Linked DNA regions of Mus musculus: region 1 is linked to region 2. The links are chromatin contacts, called in public Micro-C maps. All regions are on one chromosome and are shown on one strand. Each heading gives the region's core, a stretch centred on a gene start, on an enhancer-like site or on the middle of the called end of the contact. The rest is flanking DNA. Distances are from core to core; before and after follow the strand shown. Region 1 holds the start of Nol4l (nucleolar protein 4-like). Region 2 overlaps Nol4l (nucleolar protein 4-like).

Region 1 (3,409 bases), core at 841-3,340, 33 kb before region 2:
TAGCTGAGGGTGGGGGTGGGGGGTGGGGTGGTGGTGGTGGTGGTGGTGAGGGGTGGAGGGCTGGGGGTGGGGAGTGGGGGTTTGGGGGGGGAGCCAGCTGGAGGGATGTCTTTACACTTGAAAAGTCATGTAGAAGCCCCTAGACTCCAGGGCTGGTCATCTTTTGCTAGAACTTTCCCTTCTCTGATCCCCAGTGGAACCCAACCTGTCTTGAAGCTTACTATGTATGCTATGGAGACTGGCCTTGAACTCAATCTTTCTGCCTCTTTTATCCCCACGCCCAGCTCCCAGTGGCCACCTCTTTAAAGTGGGTATAGCAGCAGGGATCCAAAAAGAGATCTTGGGAAGATGAGGAGGAAAAGTGAGTGTGGAGTTGTTGGCGTATATAAAGTAACATGGAAATGTAAATTATCTAAAAATAATCTATGTGACATACAGAGAGGTTGGAACTTGGAAGACCCCTTAGGTTCTTCCCAGCATTTATTGGCACCTACTGTGTGCCAGATGCTGTACCAGGGCCGGGAAATTCAGGGATGAGTCAGATATGGGCCCTGAGCATCTGGAGACTCTGGCTGGAGGGGTGTGGGGAGCGAGCTGTAGCTCCCACCTGAGAGGGGAGGCATATGTGTGAAATGGTAGCGGGTGTCAGGCAGAACTGAGCCGAAACTCACACCCCATCTCCCTCTTTCTCATGACCTTGAGTAGATCAGGCCACCTCTCGAATCCCGAGGCCCCCTTCTCTAAGATGGGGATGGCTTCACAGCTGCCAGGGCCTGGCACACAATTGTCTCAATGACTCGGGTATGGGCACCTTGGAGTTCTTAGGCAGAAAATGATCCTGTTCTGGGACTCAACTCTTGAGTGATAATGTGTCTGTAAGAGTGGCCTGATGACATGGGGGTGGCCGCCAGGGGACAGCAGAAAGGATAATGCAGTAATTTCTTATGCCCTGATAAGAAAGGAAGGCAGAAATCTTCGAGGATTGACTTGAACCTTTATTTATGCTTATAATTCATAGGGGAGGAGGAAGTTCTACACTGGTCAGATCTGCTCAGGTGGGAGGGGGTGTGAGATCACTAAGTTTATTCTCCAAGGGATTCTAGGCCAAGGTGCATCCGGGAAGGTCAGGCTTCTCAGAATGGGTTTGTGGGTGTGTTCAAGGTCTTCAGAGGCTCAGTGAGGTTGGCACCAGGAAGGCCACCGGACAAGGTGACTTCTATAGGGCCTGGGGCTACCCACCCCCACCTACACTAAGGCAAGGCCGGCCAATCTTGGGGGAATTCAGATGAGGTGGAAGGAGAGAAAGTTTGGGGGTCCAAAGGGTGGTGGCTTGGGGTCCCCCCCCCGGGGGAACATTCCTATTCTGGCACCCATACTGACACCAGAGCGGTCAGGCCAATTGCAGGAGTGAGGAGAGGAGCCTGTCCCACACCGCCAGGGTTGGGCTACCTCGGCTAAGACGACCCAATCGGGGAGGCTGGGGACGCCAGTGTCTGGGCTATGATCTGTGCCCTACTGCCTGCGGGACAGTCAGCCCGTCCCGACAGAGTGCGGCCTTCCAGGCTGTGGGCCGAACCAGCCGGATGGAACACGATCCCTAGCTGGGTACCGCGCGCCTGCCGCTGCTGCCCTCCCGGCCGCTGCGGGTGCAGCAGCCCCCGCGCCCCCAGGGGCCGGGCCGGGCGGGGCTGGGCGCGCGGGCGCGGGAGGGAGGGGGGCGGGCGGCGGCGCAGCCTGCGCCGCTCTAACAGGTGGGATCCCGCGGCGTGGTGGAGGCGGGCGCGGGAGGAGGAGGAGGAGGAGGAGGAAGAGCAGCAGCAGCGGGAGCCCCAGCCGGAGCCAGAGCAGGAGCAGGATGAGCCGCGCAAGCTGACAGCCACCGCTGCCGCCCGCGCCCAGGCTCGGTCTCGCTCCCCGTGCCCGGGGCCGCTCCCCGCCTCCCGCCTCCCCTGGCCGCCCGCGGGGCGGCCCGCCCCCTCTGCACCTCCGGGCCCGGAGCTGCCTCCATCTCTCCTGCATCCCGGCCGGGGGGAGGAGGAGGCGGAGCAGGAGGCGAGTCGGAGCCGCCGCCGCCAACGCCGCCGCCGCCGCCGCCGCCGCCCGAGCAGGACAGAGCGCGCCGCAGCCCCGCGCGTCCGGCCGCCGCCCGCGCCCATCCAGCAGCCGCGCCAGAGCCACACCGCGGGACAGCCCGGGCCGCGGCGCGCCCCTGCCCAGCCCGGCCCAGCCCAGCCCAGTTCCAGCACCGGGCGGCCCGGTGGCCGGCCCGCCCCCGAGGGCGCCGGGCGCGGCGGGAGGATGCCGAAGCCGACGCTGCTGCTGCGCGGGGGCTGGGAGCGCGAGCGCAGCCCCGGGGACTCGGAGCTGGGCCGCCAGTTCCGGGACTGGTGCCTGCGCACCTACGGCGACTCGGCTAAAACCAAGACAGTGACACGCAGCAAATACCAGCGGATCGCCGAGGTCCTGCAGGGTGGCGGCGGGACCGGCGCGGGCAGCGGCCCGGCGGCGGGCGAGAAAGGCAAGTTCCAGTTCTGGGTGCGCTCCAAGGGCTTCCGCCTGGGCAGCGGCCGGGAACCCAAGATGGGCCAAGTGGTGTATGTGCCGGTCAAGACGGGCTCGGTGAGTGCGCGCGCGGCGGCCGCGGGCTAGTCCCGTGGCCGGGATTGGGGAGGGCGGGGGCGGGGTGGGGGTGTGGATGTGTGTCCGAATGGTGTGTTTCTGGGGTTGTCCGTGTGTCTAGCCCACCCGGGGCGTGCGTGTCCCTGCTCACTAGCCCTCCCTGGCCCGCCCGGGCAGCGCTCGGGGTTTGGGGCGTCCCTGCCCCCTCTGCGCCGCTGATCGGGCCATGGCCGTGACGGGCGGGCTGTCCCGGGCTGCTCACCCCAGCGTGTTCTGTCCTCTCGTCCCCTCCCCTCCCCCTTTCCCCCCAGCCAGCAGGCGGCTGCTACGGAGCTCCAGCCTCCCCCCCTCCCGCCCGGAGGCCGCCTGTCCCGGGCGCCTCGCGCTCCCGCCCCCGGGCCGGCTGGGCGGTGTGTGTGTGCGTGTGTGTGTGTGTGTGTGTGTGCGCGCGCGCGTGTATCTATGTGTGTGTGTGTAGGGTGGTGCTGCGGGGGTGGGGAGGCAGGGGCAGCGGCGGGACGGGGAGTCCACTGGGCCTCCCCGCACTAGGGGAGGGGGCTAGCCCTGGCACTGTCGCCCCGACCCCACCCGGCACTGGCCCGGGGAGGGGCAGCCAGAGCCGCAGCCTGGCGCAGGAGCAGCCTCCCAAGGGTGGGTGGGGCGTCCCCGCCGCCCCCCGGGCCCCGCGCTCCCCCCACCCTGGGACGGGGGCGGCATGACCTATTCATCCCCTCCCCTCCCCCGTCTCTCAGGCTGGCCCGGTTGGCGCTGGGGAGGGGGGCGGGTAACC
Region 2 (3,558 bases), core at 495-2,994:
AGATCCTTCTGGTAACCAGGTTACAGCATCTGCCTGGTAAATGTAGACACTTTTTTGGTTGGCAGAGTGGTCCAGGCAGTTATCACATCCTCTGTGAAGCCTTCTTTCGTGCAGCCTCCTCGAGATCAGTCCTTCCCATAGCATCTTTAGGCAGCAGAGACATCCCCACGGGGGCTCCTGTCAGCTTGGTTCTCATGCTGTGGGGTCTGCACACTCAAGTGCAGTTCTCCATAGATGCTGCTGGAGGCGGAAACTGTAGTGAGGAGAACTGTCATTCTTGGAGCCTGGCCTGTGTTAGGTGCTTGAACACACCCTAGCATTAATCTTCAGAACCTGGTGGGGTCAACTCCTAGAAAAGCCCTTTGTTAAAGAGAAGCCAGTGGAAATTTGCAGAGCCTGAAGTCACTAGCCAGTCTGCCTGAGCGGGCACAGTGAGTGAGTCCCAGCAATGATTATATATAGTACCTTTCACATGCCAGGTTGAGCCCATGTGCATGCTGTCCCCTCTGGGATGTCTACCGCACCCTACCGCAGGGCTGAGACACTGAGGTACAGACATTCAAGAAGCCAGTCACAAGAGGGTCAGGCCTTGGCCTGTGGGCCAAAGAGGGCCTGGTCATGTGTACCACACCATGACATATTGAGGCATTGCAGAACCTTCCAGCTGACTTACCTGGGAGATTATTAGCACCCCAACACTAGGGCTAGCCTCCAGCCCTGGACAGACTGGCTAGTGGGTTCATAACAAATTGAGGGAACTGGTAGGTAGTTGGGGGATATGGTCCCGAATATGCAGCCAACCCCTCTCCTAGCCACGGTGACCCCAGCACCCTCCTGCCCAGACAGCCCTAGGGAAGGGACAGATCCATAAACATGAGGCTCCCCAAGGGCTCAGGAGGGGCACTGGGCGCTGGACAAGTCCTCAATATTATGGCTTTATTGTCATTTAAATGGAGCCTGCCTCAAACAGGCCACCCAGTTCTAGCCACCAGCGCCGGACAAAACCTCCATTGAAAAGCCAATTACAATCACTCCATCTAAATTGTCATGGATTTGTATAGAAAATTACATCTCCATTTAGTTCTGAAGCAACGTCCTGGACGTGGACAGAGGGGAGGCTGGCCCATTTACCTCGCCAGCGCAGCGCGGGTGCCGCAGGCAGGCAGAGAGAAAGCCCAAGCTGCCGGTCTTGGCTAGCCCAAGAACAAAGGCCAGTTTGTGGGGGCCCAAAGAAGAGCTGGGCCTCTGAGGGCGTCTCAGATTCCAGGCCTGGGCCGATGGACCCTGCACTGCCAGCTGGTCTCCCCTGCTGGCAGCTCTGGCCAGACAAGCTTCTGACAGCCGGCTTTAGGCGGCCGTCAGCCCTGCCACTATCCAAGGGGCCTGGAGCTTGGCTCCTGTCCACACTGCCAGGAAATGAAGGAGGTTAGCCTGGGGATCACTGGCCTGGTATCTTGAGAGTTTGGGTCATTCATTCATTCATTCATTCATCCATCACCATTGCTAAAGGGGCTTCTGGAAGTATGAAAAGCACAGTAACACAGAAATTAGCTCCAGCCTCAGGGTGTCCTGGGTTCCAGTCCAGGGTCTGTCCTTACTAGGCTCTTCCTGAGCATGTTCTCTGTGCCACAGAACAGAACATGGCTGAAGCCAACAAAATGCTGTGTCTCCTTTGTCCCTTAAAGTGAAAGGGAGATGACCCAGACTCTGAGGAAGTGAGCAGGGACTGCCTGAGTTTGTGGAAGAGTCACGTGACTAGACAGTGCTAAAGGAATAAGCCAGAAGGCACCCCAGGCTGAGGAAGCAGTATGTGTGTGGAAGGTGCCCCTATGGGCTGCCTTGGCTTACACATCTGTAATGTGTGCACAATGATGGTATGATTCCAGCTGTTCTGACGAGGGTTAGCCCAAGGCCCTGCCCAGGCAGACACTCATGCTCGCTTTCGGTGCGTGTGTATGAAGCAAAGGGTTCTGGTTCTATGCACCGTGGGTGTGACTGCATTTAATTATATGAGACTGTCCTGTGACTCCGTATGGTCATGGGTTGGTGTATGGAACTGTGCGTGTATTCCTTTGTTGACGGTCACTCGCCTTTCCTGTGGTCTTGCCCACACACAGTGCTCTCAGACTGGCTCTTTGTGGCTATGTGCCATGGCCTAAACATGCCTGTCTGAGTCCAGTGGGACTCCTGGCTGGGATGGCTGGCGGTACAGGTGGGTGCAGTAGGTGAGAGGGCAGAGGCCCCATCCTCCACAACCCAGTCCTACCAGGTGGACTGGCCGAGGCAGAAGCAGCCCCACCAGGGACTGCTCTGTGTACAGAAAACAAGTTCTTCTGGTATCAGCTCAAGTTTGGCAGGAAGTGGCTTTTGGGTGGCAGGAAATTGGATTCAGCTCATATCAGCGCCAGCTGAGGAGCAGGAGAACAGTTATCTAGGGTTAAACAGAGTTACCAAGAAGAGGGGCCCCCACCTCTCCATACCCGATAGTGCAGAGGGATAGGGATGGTGAAGGGTTGGAAAGAAGAGCGGTGCCCAGTCAGGTTCTACTGTGTCTTTGTTTGTTTGTTTGTTTTTCGAGACAGGGTTTCTCTGTATAGCCCTGCCTGACCTGGAACTCACTCTGTAGACCATGTAGACCAGGCTGGCCTTGAACTCAGAAATCCGCCTGCCTCTGCCTCCCAAGGGCTGGGATTAAAGGCGTGAGCCACCACACCCAGCTTCTACTGTATCTTAAGACCCAGACAGCCCCTTATCCACCTCTTACTACCCCTTCATAAATACAGACCATAATAAGCAGACTTGTCCAAGGTCACCAAAGCATGGAGCTCGGAGTTGCCTAAAGAGTTAAAAAACAAAAAACAAACAAACAAACAAAAAAAAAACCAGCCTGGGCCTGGTGGCACATGCCTTTAATCCCAGCACTCAGGAGGCAGAGGCAGGCAGATTTCTGAGTTCGAGGTCAGCCTGGTCTACAAAGTGAGTTCCAGGACAGCCAGGGCTACACAGAGAAACCCTGTCTTGGGAAAACAAAACAAAACAAAACAAAAACAAAAAACCAAAACCAACTCAAGGAGAAGGTCAGAGAGAAGAGATGCCCCTGGGGCAGAGCTGGTGGTTTAGAGGCAGAGCCCGGAGAATGTCAATGGAGAACTATAGAGTGCCTACACACAGTATGCCTACAGTGCGTAAGGCTAGCCCATGGACATCACAGCTGACCATGAGGTTCTGAACCCATTCCCCAGATGTGGAGCCAGGAGGGCCCAGAGCAGTTCACTTGTTGAGCCTGGAATCTAGGTCCGCTTCCAAGCACAGGGTTTTCCAGGTCACTTCCTCGTGCCCAGCATCTAGGGAAGCGCAGTGGCTTTCTACACAGCAATGTCCTGTCCCACAGGCTGTTCACCTAGATGCCCTGCTGAGGAGTTGACCCAGTTGTTCAGTGGCAAGCTGGGGTCACACCTGGACAGGCTGGCTGCTTTTACCGTGCAACAGAGTGCTCGGCTCTGGCAGTGCAGACAGAGAAAGTCAGAGCCCTGCCCTTGGATTGGGACTCAGCCACTG

Evidence for each region. Hi-C and Micro-C count contacts between places; a contact is called where the count stands out from the background.
Region 1: a Micro-C map of the G1E-ER4 cell line shows a contact between it and region 2, with 2.2 times the contacts expected there. The contact joins the promoter of Nol4l here to the enhancer-like site in region 2. A contact is called at or near these places in 14 of 39 promoter capture datasets (the C10 cell line, the HPC-7 cell line, cranial neural crest and 8 more), 3 of 15 datasets of contacts at CTCF or cohesin (CD8 T cells, large pre-B cells and pro-B cells), 52 of 484 Hi-C or Micro-C datasets (the C10 cell line, CD4 T cells, CD8 T cells and 35 more), 24 of 115 datasets of contacts at active chromatin or transcription factors (the 230-238 cell line, CD4 T cells, the HPC-7 cell line and 16 more) and 6 of 9 other capture datasets (adipose tissue, embryonic stem cells, embryonic tail and 3 more).

What each region holds. Positions count from the first base shown.
Region 1 is chr2:153,528,652-153,532,060 of GRCm38.p6, reverse strand. Nol4l (nucleolar protein 4-like) reads left to right here and starts at 2,090. Exons shown (of 11, transcript NM_001134300.2): 1 at 2,090-2,619. The coding sequence starts at 2,299.
Region 2 is chr2:153,494,772-153,498,329 of GRCm38.p6, reverse strand. All of the region lies in intron 1 of Nol4l (nucleolar protein 4-like), which reads left to right. It also overlaps 4930404H24Rik. Among named protein-coding and RNA genes, the nearest start is that of Nol4l, 33 kb to the left of the region's middle. Within about 2 kb of position 1,744, at least 62 of the 459 cell types and tissues checked have an H3K27ac peak or open chromatin away from gene starts, as enhancers often do. A contact at or near this core is called in the G1E-ER4 cell line, the MNK3 cell line, the SCID.adh cell line and 12 more, where this site is marked.